2 separate regions of the Sus scrofa genome follow, and region 2 is linked to region 1. The links are chromatin contacts, called in public HiChIP or PLAC-seq maps. All regions are on one chromosome and are shown on one strand. The core of a region is the stretch at or near the end of the contact, and the rest is flanking DNA. Distances in the headings are between cores, read along the strand shown.

Region 1 (2,646 bases), core at 91-2,590:
ACCTGAAAAGGCAATAAGAAAAATTCCATTCTCGCCCACTCCCATTTTGTTTTCTCTGTCCAATGTCATCTTCAATTGGAATGGATTCTTCTGAAGGGGGCACGTGAGGGGCAGAAGTAACCATAGACCAGTAGAGTAACTTCATTAATTCCGAGGCTGCTGTCAGTAACCACCAGTTGAGCAAAACAGTTTTTCTAAGGAGTAGTACTGAATAAGAGAAATCCTCTCCACTTCTCAGAACTAAAGCTAAGTGTCTGCCATCACCTTCTAGAAAAGTCGTGGCTTCATTTTTAATGAATGACAGCTACTTTAGTATCCCGAAACCAGAGTGGGTTCTAGCTTCTCTAAAGTGAAATGTGAAGCCATGTGACAGGGCCCAGAGGGGGAAATGATCTTGTGCAATATACTAAATTTAAATTCTGCTTTTGCTGTTGGTAAAGCAAGAAGGGGAAGACATAAAGAAAAAGCAAAGGCAAGTGGAAACAGTTTCCCAGGGGGCTGAGTTCTTCGGGTTTTTCAATTCCTTTTTGCCCTGTTGGTTTTGATCATTTTTAGATTTATTAAGTGGAAACGGAATAAGAAGTCCGTAGAAAAAAACGATATAAGCCACGATGCATGATTTGTTGAAAAATGAAGATAGGAGGAAAGGGGAAGATTCTTTAGTTATGAAATTACACTGTTAGCAAAATATTCGCTATTCAGTGACAACCATAGCTGCCTTGGCCTCAGTCCAGCCAGCCATGTTTGAGTATTGAGATCCTAGCTAGCGATTTCCTATTCTCTCCACTGTACATACAGTTGAGGACTCTTTTTTATAGTACTCTTGAGAGCTCCAGAACACAGCAAATGAAAAGGCAACGAGCAAGGTTGTTCCAAAACGGAATTAGTTTTTCTTCCTGCTTCCTACCGAGACGCTCAGAATAAGAACCCGGCGCTGTTCGCAGGGAGACACCATGGACAGCTCTTCAGGCTTTGCCCTCTTAGCCTGCTGCGCTGACTGTCCCGAGGCCTCCCCCGAGTCTACGCCGATGGGGGCCGCAGGGGGTGGTCGGGACACCCATCTTGGGCACGTATCAATATCCAGCTCCCAAAGCTTTTCCCCAGAGTCCCTCCTTGGAGCCTACAGGGAGGGCTGGTAAGCTCTGAAAAGCCCACGCAAGGGGGTCAAGAAGGACGCATCTTCCCTCTCCCCGTCGCATCACCAGCGGTGGGACCTGCAGCCGCAGCCTGGGGTACACGCCGCCCGCGGCGAAGGTTGGTGCCCTTGGAGGCGGTGGCCACCCACCACTACCTGGCCCGCCGGGCGGCCCCCGAGTGGGCGTGGCCCCCGGACGCCCCCGCCCCTTTCCTGCGAGGGGCGGGCCTTCCGCCCCGGGCCCCGGCGCAATGCGGAAGAGATGGACCTGCTGGAACGGAAGTGACGCTTCCGGCGACTGTGGCTGCGGCTGCGGAAGACGGAGGAGGAGGAGCCGGAGGAAGAGGTGAGCCGGCTGGCGGAGGGCGGGGAGCGGCTGCGGCCGGACCCACCGGCTGCGGGGCTCGCGGGCCGGCGCTTCCTGGAGCAATCTCCGCCTCCGCAGCCTGGGCGGGAGCGGTGAGAGGCGACCGCCGGCTGCCGGGTATGGGAGGGCTGGCAGGGTGGTTGGGAGCCCACTGGTTGTGAGGGCGCCGCGTCGGGCGGGGGGCTGAGGTGACAGCGGCTGTCAGCCTGCCCGCAGGAAAGGCACCGATTAGTATGGGCGCCGGGTCATCTTTTCTGGCGTATAATGGAGGGAACGGACTGCTCGTCGTTTCCGTCCCCCTGGGAAGGAGCCGCTTTCCTGACGGTCGATTGCCCGGGACCCCCGAGGAGCCCCGGTCGGGTCCGTGTCCCGAGTCGTGACTCTTCCCGGGTGGCCATTCATATTTACCGGCTGCCGCCTGCGGACCGGTCAGCCCGCGGTGCCCTGGGGCTGGGCGGGAGGCGGCGGTAACCTGTGTCGCTTTCCTTGCCCTTCACCGCCGCCCCCGGGAGAGCTTGTTCAGTCGGGTAATCCTTTCCCATTTCTCGCCCCCTAAGGAGCTTTGAATCCGCCTTGGTAACCTTCCCACCTACGTCTCGTTTTCCCCCTTTCGGCCTGAAGTTTCCGAACCGTTTCCCTTTTAACGTAGTGACAAATCCTGAAGCAGGAAGCTGATAAACAATTCCGAGCGAAATACGCTCAATTTTTTTCCTTTTGGTAAACATAAACTAAAGGGGAAACTCCTCTTAACCAAGCCGTTCATGGGCTTGGAGTGATAAAACCCCGACTTGCCTTGCGCTGAGAATTGGTGCCGTTTCGTCTTGCTTTTCTGTAAAATTAAGTGACGACTTATCTTTTGGAATAAACCATTCTCTCCCCGAGCTCCCTTTTTTTTCCACCCCACCCCCCATCAAAACCTGGCAGGGAGGGACTTCTGGATGCCTTGCAGTCCTTGCTGCAGAAAGAAACATTAGCTTCATTTGCTTTGCTTTTGCTTGGTTTTCACAGGGCTGCCTCTGAAGAAAGGAGAATGGCGTTCAGCAAAGGATTTCGGATCTATCACAAATTGGATCCCCCACCTTTCAGCCTCATAGTGGAAACTAGGCATAAGGAAGAATGTCTCATGTTCGAGTCTGGGGCTGTA
Region 2 (2,646 bases), core at 39-2,538, 830 kb before region 1:
AAATAACCACATTAATAAAATATTTAAAAGCAATTAAATGAGCGGATATATGTCCCACTTAAACAACAATATATCCCGCAAAAAAAAAAAAAAAATATTCTAGCACTACAACGTATCAGTGCCCCAATAACCCTGTTAACTGAGCGCTATTTACAATTTCGTCTTCGACTGATTCTAAAATCCACTTACGTCTGGCTCTTGCTCTTAACTTTAAAATCAACTATAAATACATATGAACTCGGAACAAATATGTATGTTACACAAAGCATAAATACAACCACTGAATAACAGAACCCAGGCGATTTTCCTGTGTAAACAACTCTTTCTTCAGAAATCTTGTTCAAATTTTGTAGAACCAAGGGTAAACTACGTAGCAATGACAAAAGGAGCTTGTTGGTCAAATAGGTCAACTAGGGCAGGGGTAGCAAAAAAATTTAGACCTACTCACAAAGTCCACTTTGCGCTTGCTAAATTAAAAAATTACTAGTAATTCAAAATCCTCTTTCTTCGTCACCCCGAACCCTCTGTCAAAGTAACTAACATTAATTTGAGCTATTTTAATTCAAATTTCTAACCTATTAGAATATTAGAATGATGCCTGGTGGAAACCACAGGACTCTAGGACACAAATAATCTAATTAAAGGATCCCGACCCCCAAATGGTCTGAAGCTTGCAAAAATAAAGCGGATTTAAGATTACCCAAGAAACGGCCGTTAGAGACCCTTTCCGGTCAAAGACACCGGCCGGCGAAATCCGCGGAGGCGGAGAGGGGGAGGGGAGGCGCGGCGGCGGCGGAGGAGGAGCTGAGGAAGGAACTAGGCCCGTCCCTGGTGGACAACTAGGCCTGCACTAGCTAAACAGTAGGAAATGACCAAACGGGAGAGAAGAGTGAGCATCTTAACTCGGTTCTAGGAGAAGGAGCCTGGGATTACCTCGCAAAGGCCCAAGTTACTCGCTGGGAAGGGAGGGAGCGGATGGGGGGGGGGGCGGAAAATGGATCCCAGGCCCAGGCGGGGCTGTAGCGGGGCCTGAGACGAGCAACGACAGCGTCTCCGAAGAAAGGTGCCATGGAAGGCTACGTGGGGCCCCATAGGTCCCTTGGGAGCAAAAGAGTCTGGGAAGCGTTTACCTTGAAAGTTCCTGTTGAATTTCCCGGAATTTACTGACCACGAAAGACCTAAAAATCTGCTCGATGTTGGTCGCCATGGCGTCCGCTCCGTTCTCTCAACTCCTCCTCGCTAGTCCTCCAGGCTCCCAGCATGCCTCGGGAGGAGGCGCAGCGGCCAATTCCGTCTCTCGGCGTCCTGATTGGTTTCTGCGGGAGCGCCCGGACTGGCACGCTCCGCCCCTAAACCAATCAGTGGCCACGGCCACTCTCTCCTCTGCTGTTTCTGAGCGTCTGGGGTAGAGCTGCTGACGTTTGCGCCGCGCACGGCTATGTCCGCCATGTTAGTGACTGACGCAGGCGCCATTACAGGAGAAGTCTCTGTGGAGGCGACTCTGTCAGCTAAAGTTCTCAGGGTCCAATAGTGTTTGGGGGCTTAAGAGGCTTATTTTAGTCACTAAACGCCCAGTGTTAAATTCCCTAAGGAAAGAGTGCAAGGGGGGCAATATGGTGTTTTGACCGGGGCTTCCAACATTCCTGGATGGCACCGAGTTTCGGCAAGACGAGCCATTCCGGGAGACCATTAATCAGCGTCTGCCTCCATATGAAGAACACGTTTTTACCCCCATCTCTCTTCTGTGGTATCCTATAATGGGCCTCATCTTTTTAAATTTTAGCATTAGGGCAGAGGTCGTGAGCGACCTGCATTCAAACCCGGGCTCGTCAGGAGCCAGGCGTGTCACGAGACTTTTCCAAGGTAGCTGACTCGTGAGCAACACACAATTAACTGAGCATGGCTTTAGCATCACGGCGCCCCCCTCCTCAGAGCTCAGGAGGCACTGGGCGGAACAGAGACGATACGTGGCACCCGACACTACAGGGTTACCCTGTAAACGTGCTGGGGCTTGGTAGCCCGGCTCTGGAGCGGGATCAGGCCGCGCCCGAGAGCGGGAGGGGACCACTCTCGATTACCTCGAGGCAGGGACCACTGGCCGCGCGGGCCAATGGGGAAGCGAAGCCCGCCGGGGGCGGGGCGGGGGCGTGACCGCCGGATCCCCCTCGGCCGACTTCCGGCGCGCGGCGAGCCCCTGGTGCCATCCCCGAGGACGGCTGGGTGTCTGCGGGTAAGTTTCGCCACTTTTTGGTAATGTACACTTTTGCTTTGGTTGGGGAATTTAGTATTAGGAACGGTATGAAACTGTAGGAACTGGTTTGGTTCTCGGAATTTTCATCTAGGTTTTAAATGCTGTGAGTGAAGGTTGACCATGTGCCATTCACTTTCAGCTGAGGTTTACATTGGATCTGTCACTTTCCCTGCTTTCTAAGATGTCAGGGCCTTTTTTTTGTCTTTGTGCGTTTTTTTAGGTCAGGCACTTAAATTGCATATTTTCTCGTCGTGCACCCTTTTTGTCTTTAGCAGATTATTTAATCCAATTTTGTAGTTGATTTTTACTTTATTTTATTCACCAGGTACTTGGAAGTGGCTTTTCCTGGCTCTCTGATTCTCGTTATGGTACCCATTTAGATAACTGAGGCCCAG

Evidence for each region. HiChIP or PLAC-seq counts read pairs in DNA pulled down with a chosen protein or histone mark.
Region 2: a contact with region 1 is called in an H3K27ac HiChIP or PLAC-seq map of alveolar macrophages. The contact joins the promoter of SON here to the promoter of SYNJ1 in region 1. A contact is called at or near these places in 1 of 5 promoter capture datasets (fetal liver) and 2 of 2 datasets of contacts at active chromatin or transcription factors (alveolar macrophages and skeletal muscle).

What each region holds. Positions count from the first base shown.
Region 1 is chr13:196,329,206-196,331,851 of Sscrofa11.1, reverse strand. SYNJ1 (synaptojanin-1) reads left to right here and starts at 1,340. Exons shown (of 32, transcript XM_013982569.2): 1 at 1,340-1,481; 2 at 2,511-2,646. The coding sequence starts at 1,387.
Region 2 is chr13:197,160,717-197,163,362 of Sscrofa11.1, reverse strand. It overlaps SON (protein SON), which reads right to left and starts at 1,288. Exons shown (of 12, transcript XM_005657147.3): 1 at 1,131-1,288. The coding sequence starts at 1,207.